Regions from separate parts of the Oryza sativa genome. Here region 2 is linked to region 1. Evidence: chromatin contacts called from public HiCAR-type data. All regions are on one chromosome and are shown on one strand. The core of a region is the stretch at or near the end of the contact, and the rest is flanking DNA. Distances in the headings are between cores, read along the strand shown.

What was found. HiCAR-type assays count read pairs that join an accessible place to other places.
Region 2: a HiCAR-type map of leaf shows a contact between it and region 1, with 3 times the contacts expected there. The contact joins the promoter of LOC4340977 here to the promoter of LOC4340951 in region 1. A contact is called at or near these places in 1 of 15 Hi-C or Micro-C datasets (leaf) and 1 of 4 datasets of contacts at active chromatin or transcription factors (leaf).

Annotation. Positions count from the first base shown.
Region 1 is chr6:13,787,964-13,794,074 of ASM3414082v1, reverse strand. LOC4340951 (phosphatidylinositol 4-kinase gamma 4-like) reads left to right here and starts at 4,361. Exons shown (of 5, transcript XM_015787854.2): 1 at 4,361-4,495; 2 at 4,666-4,760; 3 at 4,871-4,949; 4 at 5,038-6,111. The coding sequence starts at 5,252.
Region 2 is chr6:14,261,895-14,268,974 of ASM3414082v1, reverse strand. LOC4340977 (probable transcription factor GLK1) reads right to left here and starts at 5,699. Exons shown (of 6, transcript NM_001402804.1): 1 at 4,923-5,699; 2 at 4,694-4,834; 3 at 2,806-3,156; 4 at 2,627-2,686; 5 at 2,377-2,496; 6 at 1,758-2,188. The coding sequence starts at 5,468. The coding sequence ends at 2,039.

The DNA.
Region 1 (6,111 bases), core at 3,112-5,611:
GCTTAAGTTAAATTTTTTTAAAAAAATGTGCGCAGCATCCTTATATAATGCAGAACTTTTTGTGTAGATTCAAGATTTTTTCATGTATTAATTTTTTTAAAATATAATTTGTTTTATTTGATAATAGAATATTTCTGTGATTGATTTTCTTTTATGAAAATCATCTTTCATGTGATAAAAGAATTTTTTTTGTCGCGTCTATCTTTTAATTAAGTAATTTGTCTTTCAGCTACATAAAAAAGTTCTTTAAAAACATGGAAATTTCTTTTGAGATATACATAATATACAAATTTCGATATTGTCTAAGGATGCTACATATAAAGATTGATATTTTTCCAAGACTTTTTGTAGGACCAAATTATAACAAGTATAGTTGATAACAATAGTTGTAAATAAAGTACAATAAAAACAGAAGAAAATAAAATAGTTGTATATTAAATCCCATCATAAATTTAGTATCTGTTGTATATAAATATAATTGTATGTATAAAAATATGAGAGTTATAATCAAATCTAATTCAACTGGCCCGCAATTTTCTAATGTATAGTTTGAATGAGTTTATCGGCTTTGATTTTGAACTTGTTGCGAAACGAGACATTAGTATATTATTAATTATAAGTATCAAGTATTACAACTTGGAATTTTGGTTTATTTAATTTTTAAAATAAATTTTATATAAAAGTATTTGAAAAAAATAGTTTGTTTAGCATTTTAAGAAACTTGCCTGCAATATATAAGGGAGTAGCTAATATGAGGATGCGTCTGGGATGGACGTTTAGCTGAGCTAAATTTCTTGAAGCAAAATAGACAGATCATTAGTAAATGATTATAACGCAGGATTGGAAGGGGTACGAGAGGGACGGGCGGAGAGGGTGAACCGGGACGAGGAGAAAATGTCCACTCCATGCATCGCGGGGAAAAGGCAAGTGGAAGTTGTGGGGCAAAAAAAAGAAAAGGGGCAGACGTGCCCACGTAGAGAAGGCGACACACAACGACAAAAAACGCAAACAGCTGGGTCGACGCCCGTGGTTTCCCATTCCTTCCTTGCACCGGCCGCAGTCGCAGTCGCAGTCGCACCCGCAAGCACAAGCAGCCACACCCACACGTAGGCACACGCGTCCTTGGCGACGGACACGGACGGCGCACACCGTCTCCTGTTAAGACGACGCGTCACGGCCTACGCACCCCGGCCTAATCCCTTTAACCTGTTTGGTTGGAGGTGATGTGCCTGAGAAAACTGCATGCCTGAGAGGCATTGGCTATCCTATCAAAACTTGCCTGATGATGCTAGCCTGAGCAAATATTGTTTGGTTGGTAGCCTGAGCCTGAGGAAACTAAATTGAGATTAGATGGCTCATAATTACATGGTTAAGGTAGATATTATTTACTCCCTCTATTTCACAATATAAGTCATTCTAGCATTTTCCACATCCATATTGTTGTTAATGAATCTAGACATATATATTTATCTAGATTCATTAATATCAATATGAATATGAAAAATGCTAGAATGACTTATATTGTGAAACGGAGAAAGTAAATAAAACGGTACTATCTCATATCCTAATCTATCGCATATAAGCAAATGTTGTATTTTCAGTTCGTTTACACCAACCAAGATTCAACAATAAAATATTCCAACACTTTTTGCATGCACAGCCGTGGGCCCGTGACAGGACAAGGTTGATTAGCGCGTTTTGTGTAACTAGCCTGAGCCAGGCGCTCGTTTTTGGTGGCCTGAGCCAGGCTAATGAACCTATCAGGTTTTTCAGATCAGGCAGGGAATGAAACCAGGCCACCAACCAAACAACACAGGATATCCCTCAGGGACACATCACGCCAGGCTCTTTTGGCTCAGGGCTTCAACCAAACAGCCCCTAGTCCGCTCCCCCGGCCTTTTCCAGCTCCCCTCCTGTGGCTTGCTTTTTTTTTTTTTTGAGTAAAGTCATCACTGGTCCCTAAACTTGTACCTTTGTGTCATCCCGGTCCCTAAACTCGTAAGTCGACCGTTCAGGTTCTCAAACTTGTTTCACTGTGTCATTCCGGTCTCTAAACTTGTAAATCACTCGTTTAGATCCTCCAACTTGTTCAGTTGTGTCACCCCGGTCCCTAAACAGGACGGTCAAAAAACTTTATATCAAAAAATAATTTATAACTTTTTCATGCAAAATCTAATGAAGACAAACTTTATATCAAAATTGTAGCACTCGACGCGACCTACAACTTTGTAGTTGAAAAGTTTTTGAATTAAAACTGTTTAGGGTCCCAAAATATTGTTGCATGTTTATAGATTTTGAAATTTTAATTTTAAAATTACATTTTGGGACAAAAAATGAATTAAAATAAAAAAAATCAACTACATAGTTGTAGATCGCGTCGAGGGCTACAAGTTTGATATAAAGTTTGTCTTCATTAGAGTTCACATGAAAAAGTTATAAATTATTTTTAAATATAAAGTCTTTAGACTGTCCTATTTGGCCCAAATGATATTCAAATCCAAGTTTAGGGACCGGGGCGACACAACTGAACAAGTTGGAGAACCTAAACGAGTTATCTGCAAGTTTAAGGACCGGGATGACACAATCAAATAAGTTTGAGAACCTGAACGGTCGATTTACGAGTTTAGGGACCGGGATGATACAGCGGTAAAAGTTTAGGGATCGGTGATGGACTTTACTCTTTTTTTTTTTCTTTCGTCTTCCCCACGGCCACGGCCACGGCCACGGCACGGATGGGGCTGGCTGAGTCAGAGAAACTGACCTGACCGACCATCCTTGCTCTGACTCTTCTTCCGCCCGCTCCTCTCGCCGACCGTTCTGAACATAGTGTGTGTGCCCCCACAAGGCAGTGAGGTGATCGTGTTTCTTTTCTTTTGTTTTGTTTTGTCGATGGAGGAGATTGATGGCAGGCAGGCACGTTGGGTGGAGGAGGGCCCAGGCCGGCTTTATACATTTCCTTTGTATTTTAGGCAGTGTTTACCGTACCCTTCAAACTTCTAAAAGTTCCATCATATTAAATAAAATATTTAAACACATACATAAAGCATTAAATATGAAAAAAAACCAATTACACAGTTTGCATGTAAATTGCGAGACGAATTTTTTAAGCCTAATTATACCATAATTTGACAATATGATGCTACAGTAAACATTTGCTAATAACAAATTAATTAGGCTTAATAAATTTGTGTCGCAGTTTACAGGCGGAATCTGTAGTTTGTTTTGTTAAGACATCAGTAATGTATAATGCTCAAGTGGGTCTTTAAGATAGGTCCAATGTGGGCTCTATTGCTATATAGCATCTCTCACACAGTGTATATAGCAAGAGGAGGTATTAAGGTGGGTCCCACCTTTTATCATCTATAACCAACTACTACACCTTTCCAATTTCTCTCCCCCACCTATAGAGAGAAGAATGTTTTTTTATTCCTTATGGCCATGCATATTATAGCTAATGGTAGCTCATCCAAGAAACCTTTATAATGCTCACTCTCACAATGTATATGGACTACTCAAGGGCTTAAGACCCTCTATATTTCCACATTGTGGATGCCTTTATTAGTCTACGCTTAATACTTTAAATATGTATCCGTATACTGAAAAAATTTTGGCACGTGAACTAAACACAGTCTTAGATTTTCAGCGACAGCTAAAATTTAAAATTCACTTATACATATTTTTATATTTTTTTAGTCATCTCATTTCTAATAAAAAGAAATGGGGGCATCTTGCCCTTGATAAGAAAACAAAATATTTTGATATTTTTGTTATAGTTCATTTGTATATGTAATTTTAAGACACTAAGAATACATATATAATATTTTATTCGTTTCTAATTAACTGTAGGCCAAACTATATGACTAAATCAAGTATTTTTTTTCGATAATCATCAGCATACATTTTTCCTTTTTCTGGGGGACTTTTGGCATCTGGTGTGTGCAAGTTTGTTTTCACTCATCTTATTTGTTTAGGTTTGTTTTTTCTAAGTGTATATGGATTAATACAATGTTCGACGTGTAATAATAATCTCGTACTCATCATTATTAAAGATCAAAATATCCCAACCTGGATTTCTTATCTATGGTGTCTCTAGAACCATCCTTCTTTCCTCTTGCTCCGTGTGCTAAGCATACCGACAAAAAAAAAAAAATCCTAAAACCGCTGTATACCCTCGAGCCCCGACAATGGAGATTTTTTTTCCCCTTCCGATTCCATCGGCCCCACTTCCGCGAAGGCGCGTCCTCTCTCTCTCTCTCTCCCCACAGCACGTCACGTCACGCTCACGCCGTCAGCCCTGGAAACTGACGGTGACGGCCGCCCGCCTCCGCCGAATAAATCAGCTGCCCCCACAACCATCACCATTTCCCCTCCCTCTCTCTCTGAATTTCTTTCTCCCCAAACCAAAACCAAACCGAAGCTTCCCCATCTCGCGTGAACTTCGGAGCAAGGAAGAACAAGGCGCCGCGCCGGATTTAGCCCCGCCCCCCTCTCCGGGGTATCCCCCCTCCTCTCCTCTGGTCGGTTCTTGCGGTGAATCCCCCGCTGATTTGTCCTGTGAATTCTTGTGAGATTATTTTTCTTTTTTTTTTTGGGGCGGTTGGCTTGGGATTTGGATTGGTGGGGAGTTTTTCTGATCTGTGTGGTGGTGTGGTGGTGTGCTTGCAGGGTTTGATTGGAGTGAGGTGAATCGGTGAGGTTGTGGCTCGGTTGGCGTCCGGATCGGAGGGGGTTCGGGCCCTTCCTGATTAATCCCTCTTCTGGTGAGCAATTTCTCTGGTTTTTTGTGTTAATTTGAGCTGAATTTACCCTGGGGATCGGGTGGATTTGATGGTCTGAGGCTGATCGATCCGGAATGATTTCTCCTTTGTAGATTCCGTGTGGGGGATTCAATCACTGGTGGGCAAAGGCGAGATATTTCGTCACTTCTCCCCCTCATCTAACCATGTCTGGTACGTTTCTCTTCATGCTCTGGAATTTCTCCCCTTCGGTTGAATGTTTCGGTGGTTAATAACGAATGGCTCTCTGAATTTTGTGCAGGTTTGATGTGCCTGGAGATCAAGATGGGATTGTAACCACGCTGGTTATCTCGCGATCGCAGAGGGTTTCCTCCATCCTCTAAGGAAGGAAAGGAACCCTTGCCCTTTCTTCTCCATGGCTTCTAATTCGTAGTGTGAAGGATCTGATTTTTAGGTTAGTGTAAATAGTAGCAGTAGTTGAGGAAGCTTCGGCATCCTAAGGACCTCCTGTGAAGATGTCGTCTGCTGCCATTGCCATTAGCCCGATGGTGGAAGAGTTTGCTCTCCTGCCCATCTGCTTCGACGGCAGCCGGTCGCCCCACTGTTTGTCCGGGTCACAGCTGCAGGATTCGATTATCATCTTTCTTGCTGTGCCTGGTGCCCCACCGATGCCGATGAGTGTGCTCGGCTCGGAGTCCATCGCCTCGGTCAAGCTGCGCATTCAGCGGTTCAAGGGGTTCGTGGTTAACAAGCAGAGGCTTGTGCTTGATGGGCACGAGCTGGCAAGGAACAACTGCCATGTGAAGGATTATGGGCTTGCCGATGGAAATGTTCTGCACCTTGTTATCCGCTTGGCTGATCTTCGCTTGATTAACATCGAGACTACCAGTGGAAAGAAGTTTCAGTTCCAGGTGGACCAGAGCCGCAATGTCAAGTATCTCAAGAGTAAGCTGGCAGTGGAGGGAGATGAGGACCTTGGTGAGGATCACAAGCTTGAATGTGATGGCAAGGAGCTTGAGGACCACCAGCTGATTGCTGATATTAGCAAGAAGGATGATGCTGTGATCCATTTGTTCATCCGCAAGCCAGCAAAGTTACGGACACAGCAAGTTGATAAAGACACGGTGGTTACAGTTGTCACTCCGCAGGAGAAAGAGAACCTTCAAAATGAAGCTCATGCTGTGAACCCTGCTAAACCAGCTGGTGCTAGGCCTGCTCTTGTTGAACCAATTATCGTTAACCACAAGGTGAAGCTATCACTTGAAGTGATGAGAATGATTAGCTCAGCCATAGCTGGTCTTGAGAATGGATACTTGCCAGTGATGTCAGCTGAAGGTTCAGGGGGTGTTTACTTCATGCAAGATGCATCAGGAGA
Region 2 (7,080 bases), core at 4,450-6,949, 470 kb before region 1:
CTGATTTAAAATTTTCATTGCAATCTAATATTATTATTTACTATTGTGAAACAAAATTCGTTTTATGCTAAAAATAAGCCACAAATTTGGTCATCTTTGATCTCGACTTGTAATAGTCGTAGAATTCCAAAGGTTTGAGTAGAGCTTGCCAATACCTAATGTATTACACATCTCTTGTTGTTTTTTTAAGTTAGATGCAGGGTGTGAGGTGCCTAGTGACAATTACTTTGTACCGGGTACCGAAGTTTTTGAGGATGGTTCTTTCTAAGGTGATTTCTACTCGGTTGCCTATTTGGTTTGATAGATGGACATACATGCATGTTTATCTTTTCCGCTGCATCTAAACTCTGTTATTTAGCGATCGGCCCAACTATTATGTATGACTCTTGCACCATTAACTTATGAGAACCATTTTTTTTCCATTTATATGTTGTGTATGTTGTATGAATATGAAAACAATGTCGCGGATCCGTGTACTAGCCATTGATCATGGGGCAAGTACGGTATACGGTCTAGGTATTCCTGAAATTGATCCCTGCATGCTGACAAACCACAGATTGTAATGAGGGGTACATTAGTTATACGAGCGTGATCTGATGCACCATCTATTATATACTAAAAATCCATTAAACTTCCTACAAATGCTCATAAACCGCCATGTAGCATCTTATAAATGCTCCTAAGCCGCCACATGGCACTCTAATAAATTAGAGAAATTCTTAAAAGGACACACAATATCTAGCCATTGATTTTTATTAAATTTGGTGGACCCATTATTTGTAACCATTAGATTTATTAGAAAAAAAAACATCTCCTTATCCCTAGGCCCACCTCGGCCTCTTGGCAAGTACTCTCTCCATCCCAAAATATAAGGCACAACCACTTTTTTCTCATGTCTCATAATATAAGGCGTGCACGCATGCAAAAATTAACTAGCACCTCTTGGTCCAATGGAATTGATTTCTTTTAAATCCTATACTATCAAACTCCCAATCACATTGCTTGCATGGATCAAGGTGATCCAACCAAGAAGGTGATTAAATGTTTTCTTGGTCTTTGTGATATGAGTGGTTGAGCCTTATATTTTGGGATGGAGGGAGTACTTGAATGGTTGAGCTTTATATTTTGTGATATGAGTGGTTGAGCCTAATTCTTTTTCTTTTTTCACCTATTTTCAAGCTTTTAGAAAAGGAAAAATTTTATGTCAAACAATTGAACAAATATAACATCGAATCATAATACTAATATTTGATCCGCTTGTATCTTTAGATATTTAACATTTAAAAAATCATATCCACTTTAATTCAACACTGAAGAGAAATATGTCACATTAATTGGGTCAACATTTTCTGACTTTTATGTGTCATTTAAGAAATTATAAAATTATAAAAATAATGATATATATTTAATCAATCGTATATAACTTGAAAATGTAAGTCTAATTTACCTATGCATATTAGTATTTCTAATATATCAAAACACATGGCCAATAATGATATATAGAATATGTTGTTAAAAATAATTATTTAGTTATCTAATTATTTTTTACATAATCAATTTGTTATCTAGAAAATTAGAAGATGGAAGGAATGAAGAAGAGAGAGGGATGTTAGGTTTTTGTTCAATTATTCCTAAAGAGAGAGGGATAGCATAAATAAGAAGCCTGTGCAATTGCGGGGGCTACTTTCCTTTGTGAAAATAGTACAATGCGGAATTTAGATATTAGAGCGTTTGAACCAACACCAACACGCAAAATCAAGTAAACCCTACTCGGAGGACCATTATTTAATTTATTCTTAGCTGCTGAGAACTCACGGCCAATACATTTTACATTTACAATACGCAGGTTAATTTCTCCCGGAGTCGAAACAAAGATGTCTTTCGAACTCTGCACAAGTTAAAAATTAAACGAGATGTCCAAGAAACGCTAGGCCAAAAGAAAAATAAAAGGACATGTCGGCGAATTTTCCCATTTTTTGGTGAACTGACCAGATAAGCAATCAGTCAGTAACGGAACCATCAATCTATCATGCAAATATCATCCACACGCTGGAGGAACGTTTGCTACGCCTTGCCTCTGCAGCTCGCCCATCACACTGTCCACTGAAGGTGGCTTCAGTCCAAGAGGCAAAGGCAACCACGGTTTCGATAAAACATCACCGATAGCTGCGTCGATGCTCTCGCTTGACTGGGAAAAAAAATTAAAACAATGAAAATGAAGCAATTTAATTCATGAAGAAACTTCTGAATCTTCCTTGTGATGAAGTTATATGGTTAGAGATATGATAGTTTCAGCTAAACATTGCCAGTATGGATCTTCAATATTTATGTTCCTTCTGATGAAGTTATAGTTACAAATGTTTGATATATACTTACTGGTTGAACCTGGAGTTGAAGCTGTGCGTCCTGCTGATTCTTGCTCGCCAGTGCTGGTGGAGTCAATGGCCTATACATTGGACACGGGACAACTCCTGGCACCGGTGGAGCAGGAAATCTCTGAAACATGAGATACCATCCAGCCCATCAAAATTCTGCAGACTAGCTATAGTGATGAAATGTCACCTAACTGAAACTATATGTCAAGCAGAGGTGACATTTCCATGTAAGTAATTACATAATATCTTACCGCAGCTGGCATGGGCATCGCCATGCAAGGTGTCCCTTGAGTTGGCACATGTGCTGGCCCCTACAGAAACATCAAACAAATATACATCCTAAGAACCAATTGAAAACTAACGTATATGCTCTCTGGTATCTAAGCATTGCACTTGACAATATCATTATAGTGTATATACACATACTTACCCTCATGTAAGGGTGGTGCCAGAAAGCAGGGTCCGACGGCGGCGGCGGTGGAACCCATGGTGGCGCCGGGCCACGGGGAACGAGGTGCCGCGGTGGCCACACTGGAACTCGGGACGGGTCCATCGTCGGGTGGCCCCAAACATGCAACGGGCGAGCAAAATGTTGAATCGGAGCCGGTGATGGTGGTGGTGGCGGAGGAGGAGGGAAGCCAATGGTTGGCACGGTCCACGCGTTGGACTCCGGCCTCTTCGCAACAGCACCTCCACCGGCGGCGTAAATCTGCCGCCGTTGGGTCCAACTCGCTGCCTCCGCCTCTCTCGCAATCATGTGTTTTCTGTGTGACCGGTACTTCTGCAAATAATTTACATGAAGTGATAAGTCAATTAGTGGGCCAGGACGATCCCAAAATAACAAGGTCTATACTATATTCGTTTGAACAATTTGAAGATGTCTTGTAAATAGAAGTCACAATTCTGACTTACTCCCTCCATTGCGAAATAAATAACATGTAACACATCTTATTATTATAAATACTACATCCATCCCAAAATATAACAACTTTTAGCTATGAATCTGGACAACAACAGTTGTCCAGATTCATAGTCAGAAATACTTATATTTAAGGACGGAGGGAGTAATATGGTTCTTCTGCTGGGTGTAGAAAGCAAATACCATATGTACTGTTATGTGGACCAAAATATATCACACTTTATGCGGTGAAAACAGGTCCCACTAGAGTACTACACAGAACTGAAAGTCCAAACAATAGGCTACAAACTTACAGTTCAATCCGTGAACTTACAGCTCATAGATGATCAGCAGATGACCGGTACTGTGGGAAGCGAGAAAGGGTGGACACTGGACAGAGTGATGAAAATCTTCACTGTCACGCTCTGTAACAGTGTCTCAACTTTGGATTTTTGTAATTTATGATATCCATGTGCTCCAGGTTCAAATTTTTGTTCTACTGCAGGACATGCCGTGTGAGTTGAAGTTCTTCGTGTACATATGTTCGTTTGATAGTACTCAGTTTACCACATATATTGAGTTATGGCAAAAATGTTTTCCAAAGATGATTTTAAATCCTACAACTTGTTATTAGAGGTTTTCTTATCACTTATGTTTCCCTGGTTGTCCTTTCATGGTTGTTAAGAACATAAATAAAAATTGTACCTAAAATTATTCTCAAAGTCAAACTTTAAAATTCAAAAAGATTTGGAGACTGAAATCTGCAGCTTATCTAGCTGGGAATTGAAGTTCTACAATTAACTAAGGGTAAAACCTTACATAGATGGATTGCTGTCCATTTTTTTTAAAAAAGGCATTCTTTATCTGATGACGTAACGTTAGTTTTTAAGCCAATAATACCAATTTCCGTATTGTATGAAGTTATCACTGGGAGTTTTTCCCCCAATTAAGTTTGTAGTTTCTTTTAGAAAATATATGAATTAAAACCTGGGATCTACATCATATATCTACTTTTACATGGAACAAAAAGAAATCTACATAGAAACTAAAGTAAATAACAAACCAACGGGCCAAACCTACATATCTTTATCGGAGCTCAAATAAAATTATTAGATAGTTCATTTATCATCGATCTACACTGAGAAACCAGGTAACCTACAAAATGAAGCTAGTAGGAATAAGGTTTCATATATATAATATATACACACGCGTCTTGCTGTAAGAATAATACTCATATTATAAAAAAATAACACGATTAGAATTTGAAAACTGGAACCAACGTCGTGCATAGCCATGATTTAAATAAATGTTTGGTTTGAAGTATTTTATAGTCCAACGAAGGACGGTACAATTAGGAAATAAAAAATATTTCCCCACGTAAAGTGAGAGTGTGAGACAGGAGATTCCACCATGCACGCACCTGAAGATGGCTGGCTATGTTGTGCCGGGTGAGAGAGTCGATCCCCATGATCTCAAGTATCCTCGACGGCACGGCCTTGTCGATGCCGAGCTGCTCCACCGCCTGCACGAACCTCCGGTGAAGCTCAGGCGTCCAGTCCACCTGCAGAACCATGCAGCATGAGCATGAGCAACGGCTTGTAATGCCACAGGTGGAGCTAAATTGTGTGCATGCCCCTTGAGGGTTGCACCTTCGCTTTCTTCTTCCCATGGGAGCTCTTGCTGGATGACTTGTGCCGGCTCTCAGCCTCCTGCGACGACGACGTCGTCGATGACGGCGACGAAGACTTGGCCTCAACCGCCGCGGCTCCATCGTCGACATTCGCTTCCCCCGCATCATCGTCCTGGTTACACCCTCCCTTCTCCTCTCCAGCCCCGGCAAACGCCGCGTTCTCCTCCCCGACGACGACATCGCCGCACGGATCCAGCACACCGACGTCGTCCGCAGGCGCCAAGAGCTCGACGGTGGGCACCTCCTGGTCCTGCACACCTTCGCCTCCACTCGTCGCGATTGCCTCGAAGTCGGTGAAGATCTCGGCCGGGTCGACCTCGAGGTCCGGGAGCACATCACCGTCCTCCAGCCTCAGGAAGAAGTCCCCGAAGTCTATGTCATCGACGGAGAAGTCGAACTGATCCATGTCGTCCGACGACATCCCGACGACCTCCATGCCAGCATCGCCGGCCACCGCGGCGCGGTCCTCAATGTCGGGGCACATCGCCGGCGACACGGCAAGCATCTCGGCCAGGAGCTCGGTGCAGCACGTCCAGCTCTCACTCAGACAACGAACTCACAGGATGTGCAGTGCAATGGAAGTAAATGATACGTTAGGTTACGGGCGCTGCGTGCTGCAGGCAGCAGCTATAGCTAGCGGCATCAGTTGCTCGCTCAGGCTCAGCTTTCGACTGACGGGGGGCCGGTCGCGCGCGGTTGGTGCGGTGGTGACTAGGTGCGAGGTATTGTTAGTTGCGAGGAGAAGTGTGCAATCTCCGGGGAGTATTAGGGGAAACGGGAGGAGGCATGTCGACCACAAGCTCGCAAAGATTTCTCCGATTCGTTTGATGGGTTGCCTTGTCCGCGAGCGCAAGTGCAGCTTGGTCGCTTCTGCAAAATTATTGCAGGGCAGTGTGTGGATGAGCCTTTTTTTCGGTGAGACCTCTATATTTTTTTTCCTCCCGATGCGAAGAACAGAAACACATATAGATCAGAGAGAGATGGTAGGGTGGACTCTCGTGAGACAAAGCCGAGGGAGAAGAGAACAAAAGATGACAGCGGCTGCATGTATATCGGCTGGAGACTGTCCTGCATCTTAGCTGATTATGCCTGCTGTGTTTTTCTTTTTTAAAAAAAGGGAGAGATATAGGGGCTGTGAGTATAGCAACGCGTTCAAACTGCAGAGGATTTGTAAGTAGACAATTTAATTACTCAGCGGCAAAAAAAAAAAAACAGCGTGCGGGGCATGAGTTGTTTGGCATAATTAGGAAGTACGCGCGTCTTGTCAACTTTTTTTTTTAGAGGATGAGATAAGGTTTACTTGGTTCAGGAGCTCAAACTCACCTATGATATAGCCAAAAGATTTTCCTACAGTATTCCAGGTGCATTTATTAACAATTATGTTAAAACTAGTAATTAGAATACTAATTAATTAAAATAAATCTCGGTAAGTTGTTTAATTTTTATTGTTTATATATATGACTCAACCCCTAAAAGTTAGTAACTTCCCGATGGTTGTTCTGCAAACCATCCTTGGTTCTGCTATATCAAGATACATCTAGTATGCATCTTCTATTATAAGTGGCTGGTGGCCAATATCTCCAGTGGGCAATGACGACAACAATTTCTTATTTGTGACAAATATAACTTATGGTGTTGCTAGCAATTATATGTTCCCCTATCACTTTCCACTGTCTTTTTATCTACACAAAGTAGTCCTCTCAAAATTACATCAGTGCAATATTTCAAAATTACTTCTTTGGGAAACAATAATATATGAATCTATATATGAAAAATATTTAGTATTCTATGGATCTATGCAGGAACATATAATTAAACAATGCTATATAGTTTCAGATGAATAATTTATATATATCCCTCATTTTGATACCATGCATATATATAATTGCTTTGTTATCTGAAAATAGATAACATTGCTCAAGTGAGAGGAGTATTATCTAGTGAGAAGAAACTAGATAATTTTTTACTTGAGCAATTTTATCAAGTTTCAGATAAAAAAAATATATTCCTCTTTTTCATTCCATGTATTTTTCTATATCTACCAGTACATGAAAAAAATAATTAACCATAAGAGAGTTGAAGACCATTTTGTGTATCCATGTGTGCAAACTACGTTA